Regions from separate parts of the Hordeum vulgare genome. Here region 2 is linked to region 1. A link is a contact called in public Hi-C data. All regions are on one chromosome and are shown on one strand. The core of a region is the stretch at or near the end of the contact, and the rest is flanking DNA. Distances in the headings are between cores, read along the strand shown.

Region 1 (6,971 bases), core at 2,197-4,696:
CTTTTTTATGGATCTGCATCTGCAGAAATCAAGACAAACAAAATTACTCACTCCGTTCTAAAAATAAATGACTCGACTTTATATTAGCTTTATACTAAAATTATTATATAGTTGAGTCGTATTTTGAGATAGAGAAAGTAGAACGTTGTCATAAAAAATCAAGAACCGACGTCATAAACATATAAATGTCCTTTTTATTGCTGACCGACACCAAAAGTTCAGGTACCCCTGAAATATCCGCTCGGGTTTTCTCTAATTAATGAGACAACTTGCTTCTTCTTAATCAATGAAAATGATAAATCGTTTTCTTTGTTTTAAAAGTTCACAAACATACAAATGTCCTTCAGGTGAAAGCTCAAGAATTTGTGTGTATCGGGCGACGACGTCGCTTCAACGTCGCTCCCCCTTGGGGGCATCGCCTTGAAGGGCATGGTCTCCTTCACGCTTCCCCAGAGGATGGGCGTGCATGGCATCGTCGTCGGCAGGTGTCCGACCGGCGGTGCGAGGTTGATATGGCGTTGCGACGAGCGTGGCAGCGACGATAGTGACGAGTAGATCTGAGTCGCGGCTTGTCCTTCTGTTCTCGATGGTCCAGTGCGTCAATGGATGCGTGTATCCTTATTTCTGGCTGTGACAGAAAAGTCAAAGCTGCGGGCGACGCGGCCACTGCGGCAACGATGACGCTATAAGGGCGATTTTTAGTGGGTGGTGCTCTCCGGATATTGTGCTGGCTTGCAACTTTCTTTGTGAAGCTTGTTGGCAAAATCAAAGATGTCGTGTTCTTGATGCTTCGGTCGATTGTTTGGCGCTTGTGGTCAAGTCGTCCGCGTGCCCCATGTGGGATTCATAATCTCGAATTCCGTCCGGTTTTCCTTTAATTAACCGGGCAACTATCTTCTTCTTAATAAATGATAATGATAAATCTTTTGTCTCGTTTAAAAAAATATATTAAGTTACACATATAATTTTTCTTTTGAAACGTGAGTTACACATACTTACAAAGTCAGCAAATTTTAAATTCCAAGCCGGCCCGGGTAGAATCAACTTACATGCACTAGAGGGAGGTATGATTTGCAGGAATCAGTTGTTCTCTCCCCTCATCTCATGACACGTCAGCACTTGAGTAGATTCCTTGATTAACTTTTATGTACTCCTTCGTCCTAAAATAAGTGTCTCAACTTTATACTAGTTCTAGTACAAAGTTATACTAAGCTTGAAACGCTTGTTTTGAAACGGAGGAAGTATATGATTATAAAACAGAACAAAATGCAAAACTACTGACTTCAATGAATCTAATCCAATGTTCTTCTCATCCATATCTGAACTTGTGCTTATCCTGAGTACATTTTGGAATCAATATATTCTAAACCCATGCGAATACGATGTACTCTCTTTGTATCTAAATAATTGTAGTCAGAAAGAATTAATCTAGTTCTTTTTAACTATAATTATTTAAGTACAGAGAGAGTGGTATAAGAACATCAATATCTGAAAGAATGCAAGCGTGAACGTAGTTTGAAAACATGTTCAGCATCTGATCCGTTTTTGCACTCCACCAAATTCACATACGAGATTCTCACCCTGAAAAGGACTTGCAGAACAGTAGTTGCATCAAATTATTTGGTTGTAGCTTTATCTAAAAAAAGCATGCAGCTCTTGCATAATCATACATTACGCACTAAAAATAAACGGAAACTCATGTAACAATTCGAATTTTATTACTTGGCACATGTACAATAGCACAATTCTTGCTGCTCAATTTACATGCCAGGCAGCAAGAGGAGCTTTTTCATGACAAGTTCAGAGTTAACAAGACATACATACACACATTCCCACCAGAGTATTATACACAAGGAAAACACTTTCCTTATTCAACATGCAGTATAAGAAGATTACCGTACTTCAGAATGATCCATCACAAGGCAATGAGCCAACTTTCATGCCTTTCGTCCGTGCAATCGCCTTCAGTTCCTCCGACACCGAGCTCTCTTCGATGACCAAATGGTTCAACCGGGTGGCCCGCTGCGCAAAGAGCTCGACACTGGCCCCTTTAATGGCAGGGCAGCGGGAGATGTCCACGATCTCCACTGTCTGCCCACAGTGCCTAAGCAACGAGACCAGTGATTCTCCGGTAATGCCGCGGCAACCCCTAAACCGGATGTCAATCAGATTCCGGCAAGACGATAGCATGGCTCCAATCTCCTTGTCCTTCAGCGTCTCGTTGTAAGACAGATCAAGCCGGCGGAGGTGGCGCATGCTCTGGCTGAGGAACGTGAGCAGCCCAGGCTCCCGTTCAACCACGTCGCAGCTCACCAGGGCGACATCTTTGATGCCCGCCCCAATGGCCGTGCGCGCGAGAGAACGGAGCCCGTCCCCCGTGACGAGGACACAGCTCTGAAGGCGAAGCACGGCAAGGCTGCCCCGGCTGTCGTGGCCTTGCTCTGCGCCGATTGCAAGGAGGTGGTCGTTGTGCAGGTCGAGAGGCAGGCGGAGGTCCAAGGTGTGCAGTGCGGCGCCGCGCTGACGGATGAACTGGAGGAGGGCTTCCCTGCTGCCTCCGTCGTACACCAGGAGAGACTTGAGAGCACAACACCGGTCAGCGGCGATGAGGAGGACGCGGTCGGCGACGGTGCGGCAGGCGCGGAGCTCAAGCTCGAGCAGGCCGGCGAGGCATCCTGAGAAGGCGGTCGACGCGGGGCCATCTCCGATGCCGTCGCAAGCGCGCAGCTGCAGCCACCGTAGGCTCCCACAGCGCTGCCATAGCCACCTGAACCCGTGGTCGCCAGAGCGGATGCCGCACAGCGATAGCCTCTCCAGAGGCAACGCCTCTACGGCGTCGCCCTCGCCGCCGGAGGCGTCATCGGAGCTGGAGCCGGCCGAGTCAACGGCGGCAACGCCGGAGTTGACAAAGGCGAAGGACTTGAGGCAGGGCAAGCACGCGAGCCAACGGAACGACAGGGGGCTGAGAGCGGTGAGGTGGAGCGAGGTGAGGCCGGAGAGCGTGACGGAGACAGCGCCCAGCGCAGCGGGCGAGACTGGCGAACCGAGCGAGAACCGCAGCGCTGTGAGCCGGGTGGCCGAGGGCGAGGCGGACACCGCGAACAGAATCGCATCAGCGTCGTGAGCGGCGGCGGATGACGCAGAGACGACGGCCAGCGCGGTTAGATAAGGGTAGTGCAAAAGCAGGTCAGCCAGAGGAGCCGCCGATGCTCCGGCGAAGGCCGGCGGCAGGCGGAGGGTGAGGCGGGACGTGGAGGCTCGGAGGAGCGCGACCCAGCGGCGGGAGACGAGGGAGACGGCTGGCCCGGCGGCGGGCGGGAGCAGGCGGAACACCTCCTGCAGCAGGTCGTCGCAGAGCGCGGCGTCCAGGTCGCCGCATGCCCCGCCGCCGCCGCCGGCGCGGCGGCCTCCGCCGCCGCGTCGGGGGCTTATTGGCGCCGTAGCCAGGGGGGATCAGCTCATCGGCACGGCGCGCTTAGGTCCCCTGTTTTCTCTCTCCAGGGGAATTGGGCTGCTCGGCGGCCTCAGGTGGGAATGGGATTGGGGAAGGGGCTAGCTCTTGTGTGGCGTCCCGCGAGATTAGGTGGGGAAGGAGGAGGATGCCGACAAGCGAGGTGGGGGTACCGTATCGTATCAACGTCGGCGGCGTGGGCGTGCGTGGCAGTCAAGCGTTGGCTACCTTCCAAAATGGTAGTGGAGGCGGCTCCGGTGGATAAATCATGGGATTCGAGGTTCCATGGAATGCTTTCTTTTCAGCGGTTCTAAAGACATAAAAGGTGTAGTAGGCCCTGTTTCGTTTCAACAAATCAGGTGACTTAAAACCAGTGACTTATAAGTCACGTCTGTTTGATTGTCATCTGACTTATAAGTCACATTTCCATGTAAAAGTGGGTGACTTATAAGTTTTAAGTTGGAGTGGAGCAACTTATGACTTATAAGTTGGGGTGACTTATAAGTTGGGTCTGTTTGGTAAAATAAGTCATTTTTTGCACTTTTCAACTTATAAGTTGGTGACTTATTTGAAACCAAACAGGGCCTTAGTATCGGAAAATGATATCACGTTCTTTATGCTCTTTCTGCGCAAATATTGTCTGGGCCATATTGTCTGGACCGTCGGATTATTCGCAGGAATCACAACGTATGGCGCGACGCCAGGTCAACTCTGAAAATCGTTGGTTTTTTATTATCATGGTTAGAGTCGGACTTGCAAATCCGGTCCCTATACGCCCACAGTTATGCATTTAATATGAGATGGTATCTTTCTTCTTTCTTGTTTTTCTTTGTTGAAAAAATACATGTTCATGTAAACGATATTTTTATAACAGCGGCGTCACAGAAGACCCTTACCTTCTTCCATTTTTTTCCATTACTTATCGATTATCCTTTGGCACGGTGGCTTTTTCATTCATGATGACAACATCGTCCTCTTCATCGTCTAACCCAATGAATTGATGGAAATTTCAGCCATCATACCTCTTCTTGCCGGACTTGAGATCGGCCACGAGTTGTGTGCACTTTGCCTTGCCATTCAGCATGATCCAACAATGACTAAAAGTAAATGACTTCTTCTCCACCTTATGATATAAAGTGGCCGCTACCGTCGTCTAGCAAACAACATGCGTATGAGCACAAGAATGCAAACACAAAAAGCATATTCAAATGACAACAAGATGAAGCAATTGAGCTTACATGAGTTGCCACTCCCATCCCACTTTGAGGGTGTTTGGTCACTTGTGAGTAGTAGTCGACGTACTTGTTCACTACCCCTTGAATGATATCCCATCGATGTTGGAGAGATGCCACAACGGGTGGTCACGATAGGATGCGGCTCCACATACTCTTTTTGTTTGTGATACTCGTTTCAAAATTTCTCCTAATACTTGTTCCCCTTTTGTTCGGTGCTGCATATTGGTTCTATTACTGTGGCCAAGCAAGCTTTGACCAACAAGATGTCTATCGGGTCCGCGGGACTAGGGGTACCCAGGCCCGTCTTCCTGCGGCCCAGGACGCGATGCATACCATGGGCCCATCATGGCCCACCATTTGTTCTCACGAGCAAGGCCCTCGCGAGGGCTGCCGCCTCGCGAGGCACACGTCGGCAAGTAGCGTCGGGAGCCAGGCAAAGTCCCTCTCGCGAGGTCGCCTCCCGAGGTTGCCCCCAAGGCCTCGCGGGGCAGCTTAGTCACACATGGCCCGGTGAGGTCACACGGTCTTGTGCCTCCATGTGGATGATGCACGACACGTCGAACGGTGCCAGGAACCATGCCAGCGGGCACGAAGGGGGAGGTTTCCCCTTTTGTGTTAAGCGGCCAGGGTCAGCTCCCGGTTCCGAGGGAGATCACAAAGATTTCCATTGGGTGCAAGAAAGCTAAAGCAGAGGGCATAAGAGGACGGAGATCATCCCCGAGCCCACCAACGCATCGTGGCAGGAGGCTTTTGCACGCGAAGAATGCTTTTGTCAGGATAAGTTGCGATCCTCTCCCCCTTCAAACCGACCGTTGTGGTAACCCTTCCCGCACTCTGTTTTCGAGGGAAGAGGACCGGGGCCAGTATAAGATAGGGCATGCGGTTACCATAGGGGGGATCGGCCCCAGAATTAGCAAGAACACACCTTTGTACTCTCCCTCACTCTCGAGCAATCCAGACAAGTAGGAGTAGGGTTTTACACCGCGAGGTGGCCCGAACTTGGGTAACGGTCATGTCCGCAGTTCTTGTTCATTAGCTCGAGCACGCCGGAGTGCCCCGTGGTGTTGTGGTGTAGAGTAAGGCAGTAGACCCTGCACACCCTAGAGTTCAAACCTCTTGGGTCCCCGGAGCCTCGATTCTGACATTTGGTGTGCCCGGTAGGGGTGCCTCGTCGCTCTCCAGCTCCTTCTTGTCTTCAGCCTCATCAATCCCATGGCAGACCCCCGTCGTTTGCGCACCGAGTGCCGGGCGGTCCACGTCGCCGCCACCGGAGCGCCCCTAGAGCCAGGCCCCCACCGACAACCATCATTCTAAGCCGTCTTACTGCAGGGCAAGTGTCGCCCTACGAAAGTGCGATTCCGTGCCATCGCGTGGTTGGGTGTGGCGCGATATCACCTTCTACGCCAGGGATCATCCTAGATCAATACCTGCCGCACACACGCTCCCCATGATATGCACCCCCACCATCAGCAACGTCGCGGTCACGAGGACTCTCATCAACGGGGGCGCTGGGGACAACGTCATCACCGTCGCCAACTTTGAGGCGCTTGAGGTGCGCTGCGATTTCTTGAAGCCCACCAGGTGTTTCTCCGGGGGTGACGGACGGTATCACGACCCCTAAGGTAGATACGCCTTCTTGTCACCTTCGGTACATGCCACAACTACCGCACCGAATTGATCGACTTCAACGCGGCGCCGTGCCTAGCCCCCGGAAAAGGTTAGGGCCATCGAGAATATGCGCCCTCCCCGGACCCTCGAGGAGATGCAAAAGTTGCCCGGATGTCGGGCCTCCCTGGGAAGTTTCATCTCCAAATTAGGCGAACGGGCATTGTCATTCTTTAAGCTTATGAAAAGGTCTGGCCGGTTCCAGTGGACGCGGACTTTGAAGGTTTGAAGAGGTATCTTGCTTAGTCTCGCTGATGCGTTGGTTTCCCTCCAATCTTAAAGGTTGATGTAGCATAGCAACGACAAGTATTTCCCTGAGTTAAGAAACCAAGGTATCGATCCAGTAGGAAGATCCACAAGACTATGTAAGCAGCACCTGCACACGAATAGCAAATCCGCGCAACCCAACACGTGGATCGGTTGTCAATCCCTCGTGGGTAAAGTAAGGATAGATTGATAGATGCAAATAAGAGTGATAGAAAATAGAATGTAGCAAGGTATTTTGGTTTTTTTATAATATAGATCTGAAAACAAAATAGCAAATAAAGTAGAAATGCAAATAGCAAAGTAGAGATTGCAAATAGATGATGTGAAGTAGGCCCACAGGCTCTAGGTTTCAC
Region 2 (6,971 bases), core at 1,414-3,913, 190 kb after region 1:
GGGTGTGGCGGCGGAAGCGGTGTAGTGGGGATGCGACGGCGGCGGTGGCGGCGCTCGAGATGGCGCGGCGACGACGGCGGTGGCGCTCGAGATGGCGCGACGGCGGTTGTGCAAGAGATGGCGCGGCGGCGGCAGCAGGGGCTAGGTCGAAAACGTGGAGGAAACTGATACCATGTACTCCCTCCGTCCCAAAATTCTTGTCTTAGGTTTGTCTAAAAATGAACGTATCCAAATACTAAAACGTGACTAGATACATTCATATATAGACAAATGTAAGACAAGAATTTTGAGACTGAGGGAGTAAAAGATTAGGTTTAGGCTGTGCAACACCCAATATTGATTGGGTGCACTAGACACGTATATATAGGTACAAGATGGGCCTCTACCTCAACTATACAAGGGACTAAAAGGAGGGCCCAATAACACAATATACATGGATAAATATATATTCAACAAAGGCAACTGCTGCATACAGAGACTACGTGGAACTTGGTGTGACTAAAGCCAACCAGGCACCAACACATGCTGGGGAGTTACATTGAAATGGTCATACACAGGACAGCAGTCACAAGTTTTAGGCAGTTTCCTTACACGAGACTTCTATTACCACGTAGTACTACACACAACTCAGGCTAGCAACAGCAACTCACTGCACTTCACATACCTCATCTAAAATGTGCATAACACACATACTACTGTGTGCACTTCTGTTTGCAAGATTAACATTTGCGCTGACGTTTTCTCACCGCCACATGATTCTTCCTGCCGATGACACGATCTGGCTTCTGCTTTTCGTAAGTAACAACGTAGTCACGGTATGGCGGGATCCGAGATCTCCATACTAGCACCTCAAACTTGTCTTCTTCAACAGGTGCATCACGGCCCGTAAGTAGTTCTTGCGATGTCAATTTTGGCAGCTCACTTTGACCAGCGACAGCCTCCCTAAGATCATATACCAGATATCCCTGAGCCTGACCACCCACTAAGGCCGTGCTGCCGAAATTCACAGGGAAATTTCTACCAAGGAGGTCCTCCGGGTGCACGCCGAAGGACGACAAGTGCTCACGAACTAGTCCTCTTATGCTCAATAATACTCCGCGCCAGAATTCTGTGCTTGGATTAGCTCTTAGTAGCTCGCCGAGTATGTTTGCACTAAGAAATGATCCCTGTAGGAGCCCCGCTAGTTGCATGCCCAGAGATGCCAGTTTCGGATGCTCATCAGGATCCATGCTTCCAAAGGCAAGTGCCTTGAAGTAGTACCAGTACTCTTCTTGAGACAGACTCTTCAGCCTGATGGGTTGAGCAGTCCCCAAGTTTGCAAATTGCTCTGCTCTGCCTGTCACTACAATTTTGATCCCAGCAAATGGCAGCTTCTGCAAATATGATTGGAAGTTTGTCCATGCTGCCTCATCCACATCGAAGATGAAATCCACAACAAATAAGTACTTCCCTGAGGCTGCCTGGCTGTTCAATGCAAATACTCCGTTCGCTAGATCATCTCCTTTGAAGAAAAACATGTCGGAGAAACGATTGCGCACCCTCTCATCCTTGCAAGCATGTTGCACCAGAGTTTTCTTTCCGATTCTGTGCGGGCCTATGATCGGCAGGATGCTAATAGGTGTGCAATCAGGACGACTGTCCTCATATAGCAAGAAGGTGATGAGTTGCTCTTTCTCGATGTGGCGACCAAACATGCAATTATCCATGTATAGGTACGTACAGTATGGCTGGCGAGGAAGACGAGGACAGCTGCCGAGGAGCACGACGAACTCCCTCATATCTGCAGTCGTAGCCTCTAAACTTTCAAGAACACTATTCAACTTTGTTGTGCTCCCGGTACCAAATGCTATTGGTGTGTTCTTCATTATAGAAGCAGCAACAGCAAAAGAAGGCGCTTGGCGGCGTTAAAAGTAGAAACGGCAAGAGATTGGCTCCAGTGACTCACCTCGTCGTCTTCAAGGCTCTCTCCAAGGGATTGGAACTTTAGCCTGTCAAGCATGTAGTACCCGAGATGCACTCCCTCGATGAGTGTCTTCAGCTGCAGAAACATCCCTCGATTTGTAATGTGCCGCCCCTCTGCCTCCTCAACAACCATGTGCATCCTTAGCAAGATGCGTTCCAACCTTCTACGATCCTCCTCCTCGCATCTGTGAGTGCCATAATTTTGCGCCAGGAAAGAGATGAACCGGCTGACAAGATCACCTGCCACTGCTGAAATCAGAACCTCCATGCCAAGTTCAAGCCTGCCCTCCCTGGGAGCAAGTGATCTGATTTTAGTTTGCAACAAAAGAAGCCATTTCAAAGGTGGGCAGATAAGGTCAAGAAAGACTGCAACCCAGGGTTATATGACAACGACAGATAGAAATTCAAATGATGAGGTGGCTCGTTCTAACACTCCTGTATAAGTTTCCTTTTCGTAACTTTATGTCTACCTTGAGCCGATGAACCTTTTCTTGGTTTGTTTTCTGTTGCGCCTACGTCTTCTCGACGATGTTGAGGATCGCTAGCTGGTGTACGCCCCCCAGCTTCTTCAGGTCATCCTCCATCACTAGCAACTACAGAGATAAGCACCCTCCCTGGGAGCAAGTGATCAGATGGGAGTTAATTTGCAAAGAGTGACACTGTTTAAGAGGTGATAGAATGAAGTCAAAGTCTGCAGCTTGCCAGAAACATATGGCACCATGATGGCGACTGAAAGTAGTTCACACGGTTGAACGCTCCAACAAAATACAACGATGTCTCTTTCGGCTCACTTATTTCCCACCTTTTCATGAATACGGCTGCAGAAAACAATGTGTGCATTTTAAATATGAGGAAGTCTCCAATCAATCCTAACCCCACAAATGGACCAAATGCAACGGCCCAGCCACTCTTGTTCACAAGAGTGTCACTTTCAGACTTTTTGATGTTTTCTCTATTTTGTGCAGATGGGCAAAAAAATGTTATATTTTGCAAATAAAATAATGACAACTAGGATAAATTGTTTTGGGGTGACCTTAAAAGCATGGTTTCAACAAAACTCGGGCATTGGCCGGCGACTCCCCCCCTTCTCTCTTTGCACTGGTTGACACCTGGTTGATAAGAGGAAAAGAACATCTAGATAAATGAGCATTCTTGCAGTAAAATCAGCACAGCTCAAATGTGAGAAAATTTCATTCTTCAACTGGCTACTTGACTATCCATCACTAGAAGTTACCCTAGGAGATACTCCCTCCATTTCAAATAAGTGTCTTAAGCTTAGTATAACTTTGTACTACCTCTAATACAAAGTTAAGACAGTTATTTTGGGACAGAGAGAGTATATGAGAAGCCAACAAGAGCAAGACAGAAAGGCTGAGATAGAAACCAAATAAGGTGACGCACTAACCAAATACGTTTTCCTCAAAATTCGTCACTGCAACACTTACAACAAAAAGGCGAGGGATTCAGAGATGGCTCCGCTCCCACCCCCGCTCCGCTCCCACCCCTCCCTAGCCTAGGTTAGCCCACCCCCACCACGCCGCCGTCGATTCCCGCCGGCAGCGCTCCTCCAAGTCCCACCCCACCTCCATGGCGTCTCCCAGTGCCTCCCCTTCCCGCTCCGGCGACCGCGTCTCCTTCGGCGAGCGCCGCTGGGCCGAGTCCGATGGGGAGTCCTCGGCGCGCTCGTACTGTGAGGTCGCGCGCACGCCGGCGGCCCCGCTGCGACTTGCTGCCGCCGCGCCGGAGGCGGCAGGCCCCGCGGCGGCCACGGCGACGGCTGCGGGCAAGCTCCCCGCCAAGGACCGCCTGGGACCCCGCTCCGAGGTGCACCGCGTCGGACGCGAGGTCACTCTGGACGCGGACGGGTTCCAGCATCCCCGGCGCAAACACCACCGCCGGCCTCGTCGTACGCCTGCGCCGAGCCCGCCACGCCCGCGCAGCCCCTCCCCGGAGGAGGTTGCAGGCCTGTGCTTCCGTTGCCTAGACCGCTACCACAGGGTGAGGGACTGCACCAATGATGTCAGGTGCCGGCGGTGCCTCATCTCCGGCCATGTTTCCCGCGACTGCGAGACCCACCTGCGCGCCAAGCCTGCGCCTCTGCCCGCCGCCGCGCCGTGTGCTGCACCCGCACGCCAAGCTGCAGCCCCACCCCCTCCGGCCCCAACTCCGGCAGCGCCGATGGCCGCTGGCCCTGCGCCAGCGCGCATCATCATGGCTCGCTCCGTCGAGATGGAGGAGGCGGAGGTGGTGCTGTCCCGCGCCCTGGTGGCCAACCATCGCTGGAACCAGGCCGCGTGTGACCCCGGAGGACGTCGCCGGCGAGATGTACCGCTCGTTCCAGCTCGAGGAAGGGGACTTCACGGTCCACTCCCACCACCCCGAGGATTTCCTCATCATCTTCGGCTCCCAGCACTCCATGGACCGACTCCGCGGCGAACACTTCGTGCGAGGACTGCACTTCACCCTCACGCTTCGTCCCTGGAGCAAGCTCGCTCATGCCGGCTGCGGCGCGTTCGAGTATCGCGTTGAGCTCGAGCTCCGCGGTATTCCCGCCCATGCCTGGCACCTCGCAACGGCAGAGCACATCCTCGGACCCAGCGTGTGGATCGAGCGCCTCCACCCACACACGCGTTCTCGTGCAGACCTAGGCGTGTTCCGCCTCTCTGGTCGCGCCCACGACCCCAGCCTCATCCGCCGCTCCGGCGAACTCGAGATCGTTGAGCTCATCCCTTCCGGCTCCACATCCGTCGCGCCCTCTGTCCGCACGCTCATCTACCCCTTCACGGTCACGCTCTCTCGCTCCGAGGTGGACAGAGCGGTCGCCCGTAGCGCGGGGGATAGCACAGACCCTGGCGACGGCAGCGGAGGGGCTGCAACGGGCAACGACCCGGCCACTGGCCCAGGGCCTGGCCGCGCCCGCTGCCGCGGCCGCAAGCGCCGCCGGCCGGCCGTGCAGATGGCATGGCAATCGACACCCTCGGCTGGCACACGGCAGGCCGTGCGCTTCGAGCCGACGGGGTGGCCGTCTCTAACTGGCCATCCACTCGCTCGGCAGCGCCGCCGCCCGTACGCTACGCGGGGAACAAGATGGACGGCTGGCCCGGTCAGCGTGGCGGGGCCCAGCACCCTCGTCGCTTTGCCAAAAGGGGAAAGTGGGTTTGGCAGCCAAAGGGGCCACCCCCTGTGGCCGCTCCTGCAAAAGCTGCCGTGCCAACAGCGCCCTGCCCGACAGGATCAGAAGCACCGCCAGCTGGCGAGCACCCATTGGCCCAGAACCCACCCATGACTGCGGCCGGACCAACGACGATTCAAACCGCATGTCGCCTAGCGCGGGGCCGTGCAGACACATTGGACCCAGCAACGCTGCGACCAACCAGGGCGCACCTCGGGATCAGGAGGACCCCCCTCCCTGCAGCGACGTACCGGACACCCAGCCAGCGGGGCCCATCGGCGCCCCTGGCATTGATCCTGTGTCGGGACAAAGTGGCGATTCGCCTGGGTCACGCCCTGCTACTGGTTTGGAGTCTTCTGCAGACTGGCCCACACGCAGCCTGACGCGGGAGGACGAGACTAACGGTGTCTCCACCACCACACCGATCGGTATTGACCCCGACGAGGACGGCCCATGCGAAGGCCCAGACGCAGCAACCCCGGGTGCAGGCCCACCTCCGCTCGGGCCCCTTACGCTACTGGGCCAGGAGCCCAGCTTTGTGGCCGAGACGCCATGCACGCCGCAGCTGATCGACGACGAGCCTGCACCCCTGTCGGCTACCCCAACGCCTGGCAAGTTCGCTTCGCCTCCGGTCACGATGCGTCGCACAGGAGTGCGGAAGACGAGGCCTCGCGCGCTCACGCTGGGGGAATTCCTCACGGCCGCCACCAAACACCTCAACGCTGCTCTCGCCGCGCCCGACAGACGACCACGACATCGCCCATTGAACTTCTCCCCCACCCAGCGCCGCAGCAGATCAGCCACCAAAGCTGCACAGGCAGCCGCTCCTCCGACCGCGGAGAGAAGGGCGCAGGTCCAAGTCCTGCGCACACTCGACATCATCGGGCTAGACCAGAAGATCACGCAGGCCGAGATGCGCGCCTATGATGGGGTCTTCGCCACGCCCATCCCCTTGACTGTGCTCGCAGCCATCGCTGCCTTGGTGGACCGGGAGATTCCATCTACCTTCGAGGAAGCGTCGAGTCCCTCCGACCCCATCGTCGCCACTGTCGCGACTTAGCCACGTCGCACCGCAAGGCCCGTCGATCTCGTGTCTATGGATCACGGCCTTCAGATAGTTGTGGCAAATGTGCGAGGCATGAACGCCCGCGCGCGCAGGTCGAGCATTAGGTCGCTCCTTGGCACAACGAATGCATCGGTTGTATGTCTGCAAGAAACGAAGATGGCATTGATCTGCTCGTCGACCGTCCTCGAGGCGTTGGGATCAGAGTTCGATGATTACACGTACTTACCCGCCGATGGGTCGAGAGGAGGCATCCTCCTAGCATGGAAAAGCAAAGTGGTGTCCATCACAGACCCTTTGTTCACCACAAACGCTGTCTCCGCCAAGCTCTCTACCGCGACAGGGACGCCATGGTGGATCACCGTGGTATACGGACCACAGGACGACGCGGCAAAAATAGCGTTCATGCAAGAGCTCCGTGATGTGCGTGCAGGCTGCAATGGCCCATGGATGGTATGTGGGGATTTTAACCTCATATACAAAGACGAGGACAAGAACAATGGGAATCTTGACAGGCGCATGATGGGCCGCTTCCGACGCCTCATAAACGACCTGGCGCTCAAGGAGATCTACCTAAACGGACGGCGGTATACCTGGTCCAGCGGGCAGTCACCGCCCACCCTGGTCCACTTGGACCGTGTGTTGTGCACATCCGACTGGGAAGACATGCACGGAGAATGCCACCTACGCTGCCTTGCGTCCGTTATATCGGACCACAGCCCGCTGCTCCTGGATTGCTCGCCACTGTCAAAAGGACGCCCACGGTTCCATTTT

What was found. A called contact is a pair of places that touch in the nucleus more often than the background predicts.
Region 2: a contact with region 1 is called in a Hi-C map of leaf, with 5 times the contacts expected there. The contact joins the enhancer-like site here to the promoter of LOC123448002 in region 1. A contact is called at or near these places in 3 of 6 Hi-C or Micro-C datasets (leaf and seedling).

Annotation. Positions count from the first base shown.
Region 1 is chr4H:96,487,396-96,494,366 of MorexV3_pseudomolecules_assembly, forward strand. It overlaps LOC123448002 (F-box/LRR-repeat protein 4), which reads right to left and starts at 3,447. Exons shown (of 1, transcript XM_045124759.1): 1 at 1,702-3,447. The coding sequence starts at 3,447. The coding sequence ends at 1,903.
Region 2 is chr4H:96,676,193-96,683,163 of MorexV3_pseudomolecules_assembly, forward strand. It overlaps the pseudogene LOC123448003. Among protein-coding and RNA genes, the nearest start is that of LOC123448004, 8.8 kb to the right of the region's middle. Within about 2 kb of position 2,664, at least 2 of the 3 cell types and tissues checked have open chromatin away from gene starts, as enhancers often do. A contact at or near this core is called in leaf, where this site is marked.